3 separate regions of the Danio rerio genome follow, and regions 1 and 3 are each linked to region 2. Evidence: chromatin contacts called from public Hi-C and HiCAR-type data. All regions are on one chromosome and are shown on one strand. The core of a region is the stretch at or near the end of the contact, and the rest is flanking DNA. Distances in the headings are between cores, read along the strand shown.

What was found. Hi-C and Micro-C count contacts between places; a contact is called where the count stands out from the background. HiCAR-type assays count read pairs that join an accessible place to other places.
Region 1: a HiCAR-type map of caudal fin shows a contact between it and region 2, with 7 times the contacts expected there. The contact joins two enhancer-like sites. A contact is called at or near these places in 1 of 18 Hi-C or Micro-C datasets (caudal fin) and 1 of 4 datasets of contacts at active chromatin or transcription factors (caudal fin).
Region 3: a contact with region 2 is called in a Hi-C map of skeletal muscle, with 4 times the contacts expected there. The contact joins two enhancer-like sites. A contact is called at or near these places in 6 of 18 Hi-C or Micro-C datasets (caudal fin, embryo, fibroblasts and 3 more) and 1 of 4 datasets of contacts at active chromatin or transcription factors (caudal fin).

Annotation. Positions count from the first base shown.
Region 1 is chr20:16,804,010-16,807,585 of GRCz12tu, reverse strand. It overlaps si:dkey-86e18.1, which reads right to left. Exons shown (of 5, transcript NM_001025491.1): 5 at 1,920-2,351. The coding sequence ends at 1,954. Among named protein-coding and RNA genes, the nearest start is that of si:dkey-86e18.1, 13 kb to the right of the region's middle. Within about 2 kb of position 2,250, at least 4 of the 62 cell types and tissues checked have an H3K27ac peak or open chromatin away from gene starts, as enhancers often do. A contact at or near this core is called in caudal fin, where this site is marked.
Region 2 is chr20:16,443,171-16,446,529 of GRCz12tu, reverse strand. No RefSeq gene overlaps it. Among named protein-coding and RNA genes, the nearest start is that of prdx6, 25 kb to the right of the region's middle. Within about 2 kb of position 1,754, at least 46 of the 62 cell types and tissues checked have an H3K27ac peak or open chromatin away from gene starts, as enhancers often do. A contact at or near this core is called in caudal fin and skeletal muscle, where this site is marked.
Region 3 is chr20:16,872,559-16,876,047 of GRCz12tu, reverse strand. No RefSeq gene overlaps it. Among named protein-coding and RNA genes, the nearest start is that of faslg, 44 kb to the right of the region's middle. Within about 2 kb of position 2,012, at least 10 of the 62 cell types and tissues checked have an H3K27ac peak or open chromatin away from gene starts, as enhancers often do. A contact at or near this core is called in skeletal muscle, where this site is marked.

The DNA.
Region 1 (3,576 bases), core at 1,001-3,500, 360 kb before region 2:
TCTTATGAGTTGTTGCTTGATCAGATACAGTTGCGAATGTAAGTTAACAAGAATTGTTTTTATTATTTATAAAGTTTTCCATTTATTGTATTTTATTAACGTCTACCCTTACCGCAACAGTCACAGTAATGTAAAAACAGTTGCTAATGAACAGTTGTAGTTAATTAAATGAACGGAGCACAACCGTGCAACAGAACTTAGATAAGCTCGGAAAAAACAAAGCTTGAAAAAATAAATTACATGGTTGTTTTGAGCAACAGGTTTCAGCCACTGTTTTAACTCGTCTTTCTCCAACCAGGAATATGCAAACTTTATCCCATTTTGTCATCTGTTTTGCTCTATGGCAGGGCTATTCAATTAGTTTGTCATGGGGGCCAGTTCATAAAAATCATCCCAAACAAGGGGCCAGAGAGATATGACTTGCAATATAATTAATGACACAACAGCATATAAAAGCCCATATGTTGTATTTTTGCTCCTTAAGACACCCACATTCAATTTTTCTACATTAAAATGTTAATATATTGTATTTTGAAACTATATAACATCACTGCATTGTGCAATGAAACAGTGACAATTGCAAAGATTATAGATTTTGGTTGTGCAATTATATAGTCTGAAGTATAATCAATTGCTTCACGGATATCACGTCTAATGTAAATTTAAGCTTTAAATTAGGTATTTAAATGAACTGTTGTTATAATCTGTGTTTATACATACATAATCATGAGATAATATATCTCATAATCTCATATCTCATAATCAGAGATGTTTTCTACTCGGTGCGTCTGGAGTGCGCGAGCACATCGCTCTACTTTCGCATAAATATTGGCATATATTCTAATATTTGTATTAACAATATTGCACGTGGAAAAGACGCAATATGTGAACGGCCCGCTGCTATAGTTAATCCAGTATGCATGTGTATTAGCCTTGGTTTAGCTATAAGCTTGTAACTTTAAACTAGCGCACAGGTGGCAAAACTTTGTTTAGTTGCAGCAGTTTTGTTCCAGAAATGTGCATTGAGAAGCCTTTAAGCTTAAGTATCTAAATGTTTCGGCTGCTTGGAAACAGTGCAATTTCGGCCCGTGGGCCGCCAGTTGAATAGCCCTGCTTTATGGTTTTACAACGTGTGGAGAATGTCACATCACCCTCCAGCGTTTGACGCAAATTACGTGACATCACCCGGACAGAGAAGCTTGGCCAGAGAAGCTTAAGACCTCGTAAAAACAGAATTGAGACTTTTTAATACCTTTTAAGGGCCTTATTTTTTTTCATAATTGATTTATTAACTTTTAATACTTTTTAAGACCTCGTGGACACCTTGGACAAACTAGCCAGACAGTAATGTATGAATTGTGGAGCTAGCTAAATCTAAAAAAAAAAAACATCTGTATTTTTTTAGCAAGTGTATGTTTTTACTTTTATTCTTCCCATAATAAAATATACTATTAGAGCAACTCATGTTCTGTTGTCGTTCATAATATAATAAAAGTTTAATAGGTAAAACTGTCCGAGATGTGAACAAAAGCAAGTGATGCATCAAAGTTTGATTATAAAAAAATCTAGAATGGTTATAAAATCTTTAGAATAATTAAAATAATTTAGAAAAATAATAAAAATAATTCGTTTAAAAATATTCAATAATATTAATGATATGATGTAGTTTCGGAAACGTTTTACTTCTCTGTTTAACCGACTGATTTTACGGTGGTTTTTTGATGACCACCACCCTCCCACACCCCCGTTGTTTTAAAGAATATCAAAATGGCAAACACGTCAAGTATAACGACGCGATGCCAGGCAAAAGTATAAATCAGCCTTAACTGTCAATTCCCTTACAAATGAAATAAGAATAAATTATGAAAAAAGTGTTTATTTTTGGTTGAACTATCCTTTAAAGTGTTTCTGCATCAGTAAAACATAACAAAAACAAAAATGCATTTGAGCCTGCTAAATCTCCTCCTCTGAGGATGACGAGTAGCAGTCGAGTCCCAGTAAATGTCTTGTTTTTCTCTGTTGTGTTTCAGCATCTGAAAGCTTCTGTGTTCTCTCCTGTGCTGCAGTCTGTGCGAGCGGGAGGCTGTGGAGGTTTGGCAGGCCACAGAACAGCACTCGAGTCAGCGTACCTGTGTCCTGTTGCTGCCCTGCCAAAGCCACACGTGAACTGGCCACCGCCACAGCCAGCCGGGACTGATCAAAACACAACGGGGCATCCTGGTCTGGTGGTTCAGAGGCTGACGGTGTGCAAAGCTGTTGGACGTTAGTCAGAAGTGTGTGGTTTTCTTCTGAGTTCGTGTCCTCATTAACTTCCTCCTCTCTGACAAGCGTGTCAAGGCATGTTTTCTTAGCTAGGAAGAAATAATGATGACTACATTATTATGAGCATCACTTTCCATGTATGAAGCTGTCATGATTCACATGATCCTCAGCTACTGGAATATTCCTGCATGCATATTCAGCATGTTACTCATACACATGTTGTTGCTTTTCTGCTGTCTTGTGGAAATACTAGAAATTCAGCTTTATTATGATGCATTTGCAGTTAGTAGTAAGACTCTGTGACACATTTCTTTTAAAGTTTTAGAAATTATTATTATAAACTTGTATTAAGGACACTAATCAGGATCTCACTGACAGTATTATTGAAGTCAACATAGTTTAACCACTTAAACTCTGCTGCTATTTGGGGATTTCCGCCTGGATTTTGCCTACCCAAATTTAAAAGCTTCCCAAACCCACATGCAGAGGTGTAAATGCAAAAATTTGGTATCATTTTAAAGAAAACCCTTTGAATTTTCATAAAACACTATTGAAAGTGTTTAAAATAACTGTATATGTCGTCTATGTTATTATAAACACCTACAAAAACAGGCGCTTTTTGTATTTTTTTTTTATAAACTCAAATTTGAAAGTGTAACTTTTAGGTTCTGTGTGGTCTAGCGTGCTGTAATTAATTTTGCTGGTTCCTGCACATGTCTGTAATCATAGGAAAAAAGAAAAAGGTCTCTACCATAATCTATTGCATTCCAACTGATGAAAGGTGCTGTACAAGCCACAGAGACCGATCCTTGTTTACATATTTCACTATTCTTTTGTTTGATCAAACATAATTCACTGTGTTTGGACCACATCAGACATATAAAAGGATTACTTATGCACATCACCTCAAAAACAGAGGAGAATGGCCCTGAAGTGCACAGCATAAGGTAAGAGATGACAGCTGTCTGTGCTATCTGGGGCTGCTTATTGATCATGAATGTATTGTTTACATATTGTGCCATGGAAACACCACAATTCATTCAACAACTGTTTGGCATATGAATATAATTCAGTAAAAAGAATGCTAGAACTGTATGAGCACCGGCAAGAGCTTTCATTTGAGCTATAACTTGTACATGTGTCATATAAAAAATATGAAAATGGACCAATGTAAAATACCTAGCTCGGGTATCCACAATACTGTGTATTTAAGTGTAAATAACTTTTTTACAGTACAGTAAAAACCAAAGTGATGGATATGTGCATAAAATATAGATTCTACACTTTCAAACGACACCACTTACGGGGGTCTGG
Region 2 (3,359 bases), core at 505-3,004:
ACTCTACGGACAATTTTTAGCTTACTTAATTCACCTGTACCACATGTATTTGGACTTTTGGGGGAAACCGGAGCACCTGGAGGAAACCCATATGAACACAGGTATAACTCCACACAGAAATGCCAACTGACCCAGCCGAGGCTTAAACCAGCGATCTTCTTGATGTGAGGCGAACGCACTACCCGTGGTGCCACCACGCCGCCCCAATTTTAGTGACAGTGTGCAACAAATAATATTTTACATTACCATGAGTTGGATTTAGATTGAGGTAGGGGTAAAAAAAAAATTACGTTCTGCCTCATAATGACATTAATACGTTTTTGATCATGAATTATAAAAGTTGCTTGGCTCATGCTTGGTAACTTGTATTGCACCTTGCCACATTGACAGATATTTTCAAAATGAACAATATAATTAGCAAAGCTTATATTTTCCTAACACACGCTCTAATGAACCACACCATTCATGTTGTGTGTATGGATATATAATCTTCAACATTATTACTTACACAAGACTTCTTCAAGCATTCAATATTACTTGCAAATCACATTTTTTTAAATGGGTGAACTGATTCAGCCTAAAGGTCAGTCTGTAACCTTTAAATGCCTGATTGGTCAAATGTCTATATCTTATGCAAATTCGCAGGTCAGAGTTTAACGGTCATGAACAGAAAACTTCTTCGCATGAGTGTTTCTGGTCTCCCATGTTTACCTGCGTATGAATGGAAGTAAATGAAGCGTAATGACTAGTGCAACCACGGCTTAATTACTCGACTAAAACTTGCATAAAACATTTTCCTGGCTTATTATCCATAAAGATCAACTAGTTAAATGAAGCATGGTAATGATTGAGTGAGGTTTTAATCAAGTTCTTTTAAAATTGTAATTCAGGAGTGTTTATTTATGCTTAATTTAAGTTTTATTGACATTTTTAAAAGTTTTAAACTGGATATTGTCTGGTTGGTCGATGTTGTGGTAAAAAAAAATTAAAGTAGCTGGCAGTACTTTTTTCTGTAATTTACAGGTCTAATTCTATATATACAAGTAATTTTGGTTAACTACAGGCTAATATTTGGTTAATTTCATCTTTAATGTGATAGCCAAGTGCTTGAGTGTGACTATAGACTTATGAGACTTTTTCCAAATGTATACACTGTATCCATTTTTAAAATGTTTGTGCTTACAGGTGTCCTAAACACCATTGTTGTATAAAGAAAGGTTTTATATATGGTCATATGGTTATGGTATTATTGTGTTTGAATAAATTGTATCTGTCAATCATTAACCAGACTATCTATCTATCTATCTATCTATCTATCTATCTATCTATCTATCTATCTATCTATCTATCTATCTATATATATATCTATCTATCTATCTATCTATCTATCTATCTATCTATCTATCTATCTATCTATCTGTCTGTCTGTCTGTCTGTCTGTCTATCAGTCACCTACAGTATCTTTTGTCTCCTGAGAATCTGTCAGTTGAGGGTCCCTAATATTGTACATTTTCACCAGTGATCTGCTACTGCCATCTAGTGGTACTTGTCCTCTGCAAAACGTAAAGTTTCACACATGTAAATATATATTTTCTAAATATATACACTTTTTTAAAAGTCTCTTCTTTGATTATCAGGACAGTTGATGCAGATGTAAGTAATGCCATCGGCTCGTCCGCTCCCCCATCCCTTCAAACACACGCCGTCTGCGTTTACCGGGCAGTGAGGGGAATCCCTGTCTGTTTACGGGATTCTTCTGGAGGGAGGGAGAGAGCCAGAGGAAATCTGTCCTCTTCTGTGACGCACAAGAGCATCTGGTGCTCTCCGTCGAACCGCATAACTTTTCCCTGACCTTCACCCTGTTATTCGAGCTGCTGCAGTATCGCGGCTGAATAGTTGTGGAAACCCAAAGCCCGCGCGCTCCACCTGCTCCAGAGCCGAGGAACAGTGCACTCATGCCGGACACCCGGGAGTCAGGCCTCTGCTCTGGGTCAATCATTTACTCCCATAAGTGCCCGTGTGGGAACATTTTTTAGTTTTTAATGGACAAATGGAATGCTTGTGATAACAAGGCTTCCTTTCATGCCTCATTGACACCTGGCGCTGCTGTGTTTGGAGTCACAGTTTCTAAATTCCATCACATTTTTGTAGGTCGATCAACAAGGTTGGAAGTCCAACAACACATCAGAGAAGCTCTTAAAGGAATAGCTCCTTCTGTTTATTTTATAATAACACAATAACAATCATCTTTGTTATCTTGAGGCAGCCACAAAACCCGAGGAAAGCATTTTCATGGTGAGTAAAATAAAATTGAATTAAATAAAATAATAAATAAGTGAAAAATTAAATAAAGTACTTTATGAATAATAAGATAAAATAATCATCTAATGTTTAAGAAAATAAATATTAAATCTAAAGTTTAAAAAACGGAAAATAATCATCTAATTTAAAATATAAAACAAGTAGTATATAAACCTAAACAAAATAAGTAAATATAAAACATAATATAATTATGGTTATTAAAATAAAAAGGTAAAGTTGAAATTATCATCTAACTTAGATAAAATAAATGTTAAATAATTATAAATAATAAAATAAACAATAGACCTTTTTTGACACAAAAGAAGATATTTTGAAGAAGGTTGGACCATTAACATCATCCACATTAAGGAATCCACATCCCATCATCCACATTAAGGAAATCAAAGCCTATCAATGAGATCTCAATTGTTAACGGGTTTCTCCTTGGTTTAGTAAACCTGTAAAATAAGATATTTGAGATACAATCTGAGGTCTTATACCACCATCTATTGGCTATTAGGTGTGGTGCAGGGAATTGTCCGAGTACTTTTAACAATAGGCAACTATTTTCGGGGTCATTTCAGGATACTACAACCGCTAATTTTAAATAATATTAAATTACCCAATCTAAAAATATAGATTATTCAGACATGGTAGAGAACATAATAAATGTTTACTTTTTTACTTAAACACTAAAGCCTGCACATGATTCTAAAAATAGGTTAAATTTATTAGCTTTTAGAGATTCCACATTAACCAAATATCAACATCTAATTATTACAGCTTGACATTATGTGGATGTTACCACTATGACGTCTATCAAACATTGAATTTTGGTTGCCATACTTGACAAATAAATAGGTGCGTTCGACATGAAGCTCAGCTGCAGCCGGTGATCAACGAGATTAGCCGAGCGCAGGCGGGGCGGAGTTGAAAACGGAGCCGTCAAGACGGACAGCTGGACACTTCGGGACTCAAAGTTGCTGCAGTCATGATGACCGATCACATGGCGTCATCATATTTTTTTTGTTATTTTTATTTATAACAACAAAACATTT
Region 3 (3,489 bases), core at 763-3,262, 430 kb before region 2:
GCATTTTTTTTGTTTTGTTTTTGCATTTACAGGCTTATGCCATTGAACTGTTGTATAAAAGTAAGTGCTCTTACTGTGACTCCAATTTGTTTTATTTAACGTACTGGTTATGCCTACATTTATTTTCACATACGAACAATTCAAATGAGATTGTTTAGCTAATCTATTAGTTGGAAGTGGGCAGCATGGTCGCCTCACAGCAAGAAGGTTACTGGTTCAAGCTCTGGCTGAGTCAGTTGGCTTTTCTGTGTGGAGTTTGCATGTTCTCGTCGTGTTTTGCATGGGTTTCCTCCGGGTGCTCCGGTTCCCCACACAGTCCAAAGACATGCTGTACAGGTGAATTGTGTGAATGTAAGAGTGTATGGGTATTGGGTAGCAGCTGGAAGGGCATATGCTGCTTAAAACATATGCTGGATAAGTTAGCGGTTCGTTGCGCTGTAGGACTAAGACGAAAATAAAAAAAATGAATGAAATATTTTGTATTAGTTCTTAATAAAATACCAAATACAATATAATAAGACTCTGTGAGATTATTTAAATCGGAACATGCCATTTTTTTCCATTTTTTCATAAACAGCATGATCATCCCAAAGGGCCAAAGGGGCTCTCAAATACGATTATTATGTCTTTTTACTAGACTTAAAACATAGATCCAAATATTTTCCACATCTGGCAGGACAATCCATCTACTGCTCAAAATGTCTCAGTGATTTCTCCATTTTACAATTATAAACTGCCATCACAATATTTGCAATGCAGAGGAGATACTTTTCAATGGATTGAACCCTTTACATAGGATGTCAGTTGTATTTTTACAAACAATTCCAACAAAGATGAAACATTGTTTAAAATAAACAAGCAAACAAAAAATGGAATACAGTACAATGATTTGCAATTCTACATTGAGCTATATCTGACTGAAAAGATAATAAACAAGATTTGCAAAGCATCCCAAACGAGCAAACTAAAACCTGTTTGGAAAAATCCACTAGTGAACAAGTTAATTGTCGTAGACCAATTGTATAATTATTTTTAGATTCTAAAATAAGATCATTCTTTTAAAGAATATATACATACATCATTATCTAAAATGTAAATAAAAATATAAAACCAATGCTGTCTTATGATTGGGCTATAAGTACACATGACCCTCTGTGCCTCTATAATGCCCATTGGATAATTCAACCCTGGTGTTGTATAATCTGGGGAAAAAGTATGGGTTTTGACAACATAAAACCAAATATTTATTAACTTAGTGGATATCAATATTTTAGTGTAGGGCAATTAAGGGCTTTGTGGTTGGCTTTACATTGGGGTCACACTCTTAACCAGATAGTTTAAGAAGTATGGTTCAGTACACACAGATCAAAGACACATTTAGGTGAGTACATTGCCCAAGTTGTTTAGTGGATATAGCCTATAGTACACAATAAAAACTGCTGGCATTTAGTGCACAGAAGTGGCCAAAGCTGTATGTGCTGGAACAATGGGAGGGTGAGACATGGGGACCAACGGGCCAGATCATCACAAATGCAACACGTGGTTATTATCTTTGCACTTTAAATGTTTCTTGTCATCCTTTGTATCCTGTTTTCACTGGCCTCACTGTGTTAGATTGCAGGAAACCATGCAGCTAACATGATATGAATATGTTGAATAGGCTGTGTATTAGTAGACAGTAGGCTATGTACATTTGAGATACAAAAGTCTTAATATCATTTAGAATCGGGATTCAAAATCCATTTTAATTCTGGAAATATTTTTGGAAATATCAACCATAAGTGTAATGGTGCTAAATAAAGATTCTTCATTGTCATCAAAGGTTCCACGAAGAACCTTTAACATGCATGGGTATTTTCCATTTCACAAAAGGTTCTGTAATGTGGATTAGCTTGATGATTAAAATGTTGTGGTGACTTAAATTGGGGGGCTTAAACAATACTTAATATGACATATTTAAACTTTCAATGACTATTTATGTAACGTTCATGCATACGCCTATGCTATTGCTCCAAACCCTCGACAGAGGGAGACAAATTAAAAGACTAGGGATGCTTAAATACACTTTAAAACATGTCTAGTCCCATAACTACCACCAGGTGGCCATCTTTATACATTTGGTGCAAGGAAAGAATTATAAACACTAAGCTGATGCGAAGATAGTAAAACTCACCATGTGGAAGCAGAGGTGAGTTTTATAATCACTAAAGAGTATCAATACTTTATTTTTAAAGTATTTATCTGGATTGTAGGTCCATACACAGAACGTATCTTTTTAGAAAACACAATGGTTTAAATGAGTGCTATAATGAGACTAGTGTTTAATAAGCAAAACACAAAAGAAATGACTGGAATTTTTTTCTGTTTGTCACAATAGCTTACAAACAGTTAACATAGTCCAAATCCATGTTCCACAGCCATATCTCTCAGAGACGACTCTAAAGTTTCTTGCATCCCTAGGCAATGATTCACATATCAGTGTGCAACACCCTTATATAATAAATAATCTGACACACTAACATAAAAAATTGAGATGTTAACATTTTGATACTTTAAAAGTACACAGTATATTTTTACTATCAAACATTAAAATCTTGCTAAGAGTTCAATAAAATAAAGAGCTTAATAATAAAATTATTTATTTTAGACCACATAACTTACTCGACAAATGGATGGTACAATAACACACACTACTTGCAGATGGTACCCTTGATTTATATTAATAGATTGTTAAGATGCAGCAGCCTGGTGAGAAGGAATTAAAGTCGTTTTTGTATAAGAATTACCCTGACATATTGAGCATTAACCCCATGTGACTAATTAGCTGACTACATTAATAAAGGATCAGATGTATTTCATTTTCTGTGCTCGCACAGATGTGTGATAGCTACTGAAATCAGTTGAATTTAAACCATAAACAGATTTGATAGATTTTCTTCAAACATGTATTGGTTAACCCAATATGTCTTCTACTGATTTTATAACAACCCAGCTAGCAAAATTCATTTGGCTCAAATCCGGCCCACACCAGACACTTACATCCGGCCAATATACTGCATGGAATGATGGCACTTGGGAGGTCCACTCCTGTTTGCCAGATCTGGGCTACAATTAAGCCATAGCAATATCACACATCAGCCAGAATTCAACCAAATGAACCAGAACTTACCCTATTCTGGTTCACAGTTTGCTTTTATTCTGGCTCAGATCCGGCCGGTCCACACCAGACACTTACATCTGGACCACATACTGAATGGAATGATGGCTCTAGGGCTGTTCGCTCCTGTTTGTCAGATCTGGGCCACAAATAAGACAAAGCAATACCACATGCTAGCCAGAATTTAACCCAATGAATGAGAACTGACCCTATTCTGGGCTTAGATCTGGCCTACACCTTACACTTGCTTGGTGTGGCAAAGTACAAAAATCCCAGCATGCAATGCAGTATGAATACATTATACAGCTTATTAATGCTCCAGTTTTCATTAT